Regions from separate parts of the Mus musculus genome. Here region 2 is linked to region 1. The links are chromatin contacts, called in public Hi-C maps. All regions are on one chromosome and are shown on one strand. Each heading gives the region's core, a stretch centred on a gene start, on an enhancer-like site or on the middle of the called end of the contact. The rest is flanking DNA. Distances are from core to core; before and after follow the strand shown.

Region 1 (3,910 bases), core at 472-2,971:
CCGGGAGGGCTCTCCCAGACACACTTGGAGAAGCCGGTTGCCCGTGAGCCAGTCAAGATGACTAAACTGCACAGGGAAGGGAAACAGAGCAGGGAGAGAGTGATTTCCGAGTGAATGAGCTGATGGCAATCAGCGTCATTTATCAAGAACCAACTAAATGAGCCTCAGCCTTTGGAGACGACACGGGAAGCCAAGATGGGACTTTTACAAACAAACAAAACAATCAAATTGTGCCTGTTGTGTGGCTAATCTCGGTTGTCAGTTTGATGAGCTCTAGACTCCTCTGTGAGACGAACCTCTGGGTGGGTTTGAGGAGGCTATCTTGATTCTACTACAAAGTACTAAAAGATCTGCCCACCAATGGCGCCATTCCCTCCATTCGAGTCTCAGACTGAATACAAAGAAGAAAGGCAGCTGAGCCCAGACACCCACCATTCTGCTTCCTGATTGCTGCACTGTGACCAGCCACCTCAAGCTCCGGATGGACTGCACCCTGGAACTGTGAGACAAGACAAACCCTTCCAAAGCTGCTTTCCTTGGGACAGCAGATGACTCGGTTCTTGTTTTCTGTATGTTACTTGTATTGTATGTACTGTATGTTACTGTATGGTACCAAACTCAGTGGGAAGGAGACAGCTCCACCCCACACCCTCAGCCCTGCTCCCTGCGTTCACAGCAATCCTCAGGGCTCTATCCACTGCACACATGCGTGCCCAGTGAGTCTTTGATAAAATTAGCTACAGTTTTTCCATGAATATCCTCCTTGCTCATATAGGGTACGTGGAGTTATGCTTGCTAGGAAGTTAAGCTGAACAAACCCTGGAGCTTTTCTCTTCTCGATAACCAGTGAACTTTGACGGTGACCTCCCATTTGCCTCAGTGTGTCTGAGCTAAAGAGTCTTTTGGGCTTCTATGTAGTAGGGGACTCTGCAGTAAAATGCGGGCATGGTGGTGTACATTGTTAAATCCAGGCACTTAGCAAGCACGGACAGGCAGATCTCAAGAGTAGGCAAGCCTGATCTACATTGTGTCCAGCCCCACTAAATAAATAAATAAATAAATAAATAAATAAATAAATAAATAAATAAAACTATGGCAAGCATTTAGTCACTTTTCCTCCACCCGAACGTGGTGACACTACTTGAGCTAGAACACACTCAGGGTGTTGTGGAGTCCAGGACATAGTCTTATGGCTCCAGCCACAGAGTGAGTTCCTCTATTCCTGCCCCTGCCTGGCACGTGAATAACTTCTGACCATTAGCTGGACAGGGACAAAACCCCCACCGCCCTGTCCCAGCCAGCTACAGTCAGTATTCCTGTTTTGAACGGATGGACACCAAGCGAAGGGCATCAACTATTGATTGTATTTCATGGAACAGACTCGGCTCCCTGGGATCCGGGTCACAGACACACAACCTCTACCCCTAGGCAAGGCCCTCAGAAGGCCCTGCTCTGGCGTCACTAGTCACCTGCCACCATCACAGGACTCTTCATCATCCCATCTGTACTTTGTAAAGGAAGTCTCTTGGGACACAGGGCCATGAGCAAGAGCAGAGGTGACCTTCGTGACCAGCACACATCTGCTATTCCTTACTTCTTGTCTACATGCCGAATTCTCGATGTCCCAGTACCACAGAACAGCAGGCTTCAGGGGTGAGGTCACTGTGGGAAAGCCATCGGCTCCCATAGAACCTGGACTCACAGTGACACAACACCCTGGCCCGGGAAACAGGAGGCTGAGAGGTCCTGACATGCCCTCCATTACTCCCATCTCTTTGCCAGCCATGTATGCTGAAGCTATCGAGCGAGGCCAAAGGTGACGGGGGTGGAGCCCCCTCTGGCCCACTTCTCTCTGCTTGTCATGAGAGTTCATTTGCTGTTCTTTTCACATTGATTGGCACTATATAAGATGGGTAAATTGATTTAATATTTAATTTTTTTTCCTAGATTCGCATTTGAAACTGCCAATATTAAAACGTGGCGAGCAGAGAGAAGTCAGGGCAATTCATACTGTCACTGTCACAATTTCCTTTTCTGTCAGCACTGAGTCCTGTAAACTACATGGCTGACTAGAACTGGAAAAAAAGCTAGGAGGGAGAGAGGGAGAGAGAGAGGGAGAGGGAGAGGGAGAGGGAGAGGGGAGAGGAGGGAGAGAGGGAGAGGGAGAGGGAGGAGAACAGAAAGAAACAGAGAGGAGAGACAGGCAGGCAGGCAGGCAGGCAGAGCGACAGACAGATTTAACAGCCATTCCTCTCAGAAATTGTTGGAAAAGTGTTCTAAGTACTCATTCTGAAAGACTAAGACATTGTAAATGTCTCCATTATTTTTATTACTTCATTTATTTTCCATTCATAAGGTTCCCTGGGTGATTCAAGAACTCAGTGCCTGCAGTAGCTAATAACTATACACTAGGGGGCAGCAGCCACCGCCAGTCTACTGGCCGGTGCTGCGAAGCTAGGTGAACCGATCGGAGCAAAGGCGGGCCTCCATACCCAGGAAGGGAACTGCTTGCAAGAATCATTGATTCTGAAAGAGGATGTTCTTCTTATGCCAAGGACCTAAATGGGTCCTTTACCAGTGAAGAAACAGCAGTGAGCGTGTTTTATAGGCTAATATGTCACTGAGTGTCTCTGAGGCAACGGGACGTCACATTTTGTAGAATCTTCAAATGTAAAATTAGTGTTTCTGTAAGGTCTTGTAGTAATTGGTGGTTTCTTTCTTTTCTTTTTTTTTTTTTTAACCTACTATGAATTTGACCCATGCTGCAGAGGTCACTATAATCAAGTGTGAACACTTTGTAGTAGAGGCTTTGAGGGACACTGCCAGGGTTAGGGTGACAGACACCGACTGGCTGGGAACACTGGAGCGTCAGAGTGTCACATGAGAATGTTTACAAAGGCAGGGCTGTCTGTTACTTCCCTGGTTGCTATGACAAAATGTCTGGCAAGAGCAACTTATGGAAGGCAAGGCGGGTCGAGAGTCTGTCACGGTGGGGTGGGGTGGGCACGGAGCGTATGAGCTACTGTTCGCACTGTATCTGCAGTCAGGAATCTGAGCCAGATGAACGCTGATGCTCAGCACACTTCCTTCTTTTTATCTGGTCTAGGACCCAGAGCACAGCATGGTGCTAACCATGGTTGAGGTGAGTCTACCCCTTAACGCTACCCAGAAACTCCCTTACAGACACACCCAGAAGTCTATCTCCCAGATCCTGTAAAGATGGCAATATTAACCACCACAGGGGGTTACTTACAAAGCTAGGGCAGAGGGCAGCATCACCCAGGGCTCGAGTGTTCCCAAAGACAGCTTGGAATACTGTACTCATGTGATCCAACAAAATACCCAAGTAAGAATTTTATTAAAAGTAGATTTAAAGTTCCATAAGACAGCACAATAAGAAACCACTTCTGACTCCAGACTCCGAGACAACACTTAAGAGAGAGCATCTTTCTACCCGAGTTAGTGGCTCTCAAATAGAGCAGTTCCATAAACCAGGGGACATGCAGAAATTCCCAGAGCTGTCTTTGGTGGTCCCAGAAACTGGAGGCATTATTTCCCTTTAATATGGTGGTGAGATAACTCAGTGGCAAGAAGACAGCATTGCCATTTTTAAAGTGGGCCAAGGACTCTGACAATTTGCAAATCATGTGAGCAGTCTCCAGGTTCATGGGAAAAACAAAAAAAAACAAAAAAAACCAAACAAACAAAAACAACCCCAACAAATTAGACAAACAAGACAGAAGTGACAATAGTGAGTGTGGAGAAAGGGGCTCCTGGCACACACTGGTGAGCATGAAAGCCACACAGACATCCTGGATAACAGCATGGGAATCCCACATGGAGCCAGCATGCCTCTCTGGGGTCTACACCAAAGGTGAACGTCACTGTGTCGAAGGGATAACCACACCCA
Region 2 (3,679 bases), core at 466-2,965, 300 kb after region 1:
GCTCTGAGAGGATTCCAGTCACACAGGGAAGAGTGCCGGACACTCAGAGCCATCTCTTGGAGCCATGTATGGCTCTGGCACTACATCACACTTGGAAATTAGATTCTCGGAGATGCCTGCACTTTGGCCCAGTTTGTGGCTTCTGTAGGAAGACTGTGAATGCATAGCTACTTCTGAGCTGACAGGTCTCTTTAGTGGCCTCACAAATAGGATTTATTAGAATTTAAAATTTGTCATCAGAATGGAAAAGGGATTGTGTCACCAGTGTTTGCAGCCAAGACTTCCTAGGCCCCATGCAACTCACTTTTTTCTCCTGCTCCCCAGCCAGAGTGCCTTACTGGGCAGGCGAGGGCACTTCTCTGGCTCAGTTTTACTGGAATTGGCCTCATCTTTGTGTGATCCCCATCAATATTTTATAAAAGACATTGTAGTTAGTGCTTCAAAAGTTAATATTTTGCAGGCCTGGAGAGATGGCTCAGCAGTTAAGAGCATTTGCTGATCTTCCAGGAGACCCTGGATCAGTTCCCAGGTGCTCATTTGGTGGCTGATAAACACCTGTAACTCCAGTTCCAAGGGAGTTGACATCCTCTCCTGAGCTCATAGTCACCAGGCACACATTCAATGCTAGACATATATGCTGATAAGACATCCATACACATAGAATGAGTTTTTAAATTAATGTTTCAGTCTTTTCTTTCTTCTTTCCTTCCTTTTTAAAATAATTAGCATGCTTGTTTATCCCACACAGTGCCATGAGCCTCACATTTGGCTGAGTTGGACACTGGGTAGATGGGCTAAAGCCCTCTTGTCTGCTCAGCATCATCTAGCAAAAGGCTAAGGCTTGGTCCTTGACCTGCTCAGTATCATCACAGAGAAGGCTATGTCTTGGTCCCTCATCAGAGCGTATAGATTCTATTGCACATGGAACTCCTCTTTTCCGCTCTTCAGAATAACCTTTACTCCCACCTTGCCCCATTGCCTCCTAATTCCTTTTCGGTTCCCTTAAAGATCTGGTGAAGACTCCGTGATGACCCAGCTTGTCACCATATAGGTGGCAACAGTTACCAACGAGTTCAGGAATAATGATAACTTTATTATGGTGACCTAAGATACAGTTATATTTAGGGCAGCTTGATATAAAGTCTCTTCCTTTTCCCTTCCTTTCCATTTTTCTTCTCCTTTTCCCCCCTTTCCTTCCTTCTTTCCTGTATACTCTGGGGGCCCAAACCTAGGGCTTCATACACGCTTGGCAGAACACCCCTAAACTACCATTATGGGATTCTTTGAGTAGCAGATTCATTAGGCACACTGAAAGGAAGATTTGCCTTGCAAAACGAACTATATTATGTGCAACATTTTAATAAGACCAGTGTGTAAACAAAACAAACTATTTTAATGTACACCATCAGATTAAGCAATAAAGTTAGAAAGAACTTACCAAAGAGACTTCCACTTTCTTGCAAAGTGGGGTTTCACAGGGCACACATAGTTGATGTCACATACAATGTAAACCTTCTACCTACCAACCCACTTGAAACAGAACCTCCTGTCCCTCCTGTTATCCCCATTTGCTTTAGTGGCAGCCTATTGTATAGGATCTCAGTGTGTTGTGATGGCTGTAGAAAGGGCATGTGACCTTAGTTACTGTTGTTCCAGGGCAGGTGCCCAACATAATGCAAGTCATGTGGTTGGTAAACAAGTGACTGGATGAACTAGGTTTCACAACAAGGCCAAGGCAGGTTCAATGATTTCCAGTAACCTCAGAGCTAGCACATGGTATGGCCAAGATGCTCGTCCTCCTGGCCTCATCTACTTGCTAGCAGGAACCTGTGCTGAATAACAAGGTCACAGCAACACATCCCCGACTGTTCCACTAAACATGCACATCACACAGCCAGCCAGTTAGCTCCCCCGCGCCCAACCTCTGCTCATTAAGCAACTTTCTGGATGTATCCTGGCTCCTCAGAGGCGGGAAATACAATGGCCGGCTGTGTACTAGCTGGAAATGATCACTTGCCTTGCTGAATCAAGGACACTCTGGCATCTCTACATGCTGCTTTCCAAGTCTGGCTAGGGGATGCCTATCCATTTCATTCTGTGTGCCCGATAGCATCTAGGATCAGAGCTGGCAAGGGCTGGCACGAGATCTGCACTCTGTCACCTGAGAGAGCCTGTGGCATGGTGCTGTTCCAGAGAGGCCATCTGTCGCTTTGCGAGGCGGCCTCCCTGGGTGGTACCTGGGTATCACTGTGTTCTATTTTTAGCAAGGCAGTGCTCTGACTACAGATATCTGGTGTCGCTTGGGAGTGATAGTGAGGAGTGTGAATTGTGAGCTGAGGCACACAGAGATCAACCTGACTTAGTGTGAACACAAGGGCACGCCACAGCTTTATTTCAGGTCTCTCTGACAAGGTTCACACGGGCTCTTTTTAAGCCAGACAAACCATCTTCATGCCAGTGAGAGGAACTCAGAATACCACCACCACCACAAAAAATGAGATGTAACTAGAAACTTGATAAGAGCCAAAGCATGGGTAGCTAAAATGTTTTTACTTGTGTAGAACATGGAATATCCCCAATGCATGCAGAGCTTTAAGAAGTGGCTGCTGAAGCTTTAATAAGATGAATCTTTTATTTTATGAAAGTCAAAGCCATTTTTACTTATATTTTTCCTTTTTTTCCTCTTTATGTGTATGGTATATACCTGTGCAGCATGCACATGTGTAAGCTCGTGTGTGTGTGTATGTGTGTGTGTGTACTGGTGCACACAAGCAGGTACACCCTACGTTGAATGTTAAATCTACCTCTATTGCTTTTCCACCTTATGTTTTAAGGCAAGATCTCTTAAACCCAGAGCTCACTGATGCGAGCTGTCCTTCCTAGCCTGCATGGTCCATGTCTCCATCTCTTGAGGCTGAAAATTGCAGGTGGGCCACCTGGGTCAGGATGCCCACATATCATTTACATGAATTCTGGGGATCTGAATTCAGATCTTCTTGTTTTGGTGGTGAGTGATTTAACTACTGAGCCATCTCCCCATCTCTCAGACTTACGTTTTTTTCAATGTCATACTTCATCCTCAAAGTCAGGACAAAAGGAGATGCTTGTTAAGTAAATGCCTCAAACTAACATGTCGAGCTGCTTGCTCTTGTTTACCTCCATATGTAAATTTATAATGTTTTATGTCTTAAAATAAAATTTTGTTTCAGTGTCTTATTACTTAGTTTCTACTACTGTGCCAAAATACCACAGCCAAGGCAACTTATAAAAGAAAGCATTTAATATGGTTTATGGGAATAGATTCAGTCTTTCTGAATTATCAAAGCCCACCCTAGTGACGCACCTTCTCCAATAAGGCCACACCTTCTAATCCTTCCCAAACAGTTCCACCAATCAGGGGCCAAGTATTTAAATATATGAACCTCTGGGGACCATTCTCATTGAAACCAACCCACATGTGCTTGTTCTAGAAATTAAGATGTAATAAAGAATTGCCTTGTGTGTGTGTGTGTGCATGCTCGTGCATGGGGGTGTACAAGTGTGTGGGTAGGAGTTCACGTAGGTGTGTGCACACAAGAGGTCACCTTGAGCCATCATTCCTCAGGTGCCATCTGCCTTGGGTTTGGATTTTGTTTTGAGACAGTGTCCCCCATTGGCCTAGAGGTCACGGGGTAATCAG

What was found. Hi-C and Micro-C count contacts between places; a contact is called where the count stands out from the background.
Region 2: a contact with region 1 is called in a Hi-C map of liver, with 4 times the contacts expected there. The contact joins two enhancer-like sites. A contact is called at or near these places in 3 of 39 promoter capture datasets (the C10 cell line, cranial neural crest and embryonic stem cells), 1 of 15 datasets of contacts at CTCF or cohesin (pro-B cells), 4 of 484 Hi-C or Micro-C datasets (the C2C12 cell line, bone marrow-derived macrophages and liver) and 2 of 115 datasets of contacts at active chromatin or transcription factors (hepatocytes and neural progenitor cells).

Annotation. Positions count from the first base shown.
Region 1 is chr6:145,827,875-145,831,784 of GRCm38.p6, forward strand. No RefSeq gene overlaps it. Among named protein-coding and RNA genes, the nearest start is that of Gm38927, 13 kb to the right of the region's middle. Within about 2 kb of position 1,722, at least 30 of the 459 cell types and tissues checked have an H3K27ac peak or open chromatin away from gene starts, as enhancers often do. A contact at or near this core is called in hepatocytes and liver, where this site is marked.
Region 2 is chr6:146,125,331-146,129,009 of GRCm38.p6, forward strand. The region is part of intron 55 of Itpr2 (inositol 1,4,5-triphosphate receptor 2); the gene reads right to left. Among named protein-coding and RNA genes, the nearest start is that of Gm35768, 17 kb to the right of the region's middle. Within about 2 kb of position 1,716, at least 29 of the 459 cell types and tissues checked have an H3K27ac peak or open chromatin away from gene starts, as enhancers often do. A contact at or near this core is called in hepatocytes and liver, where this site is marked.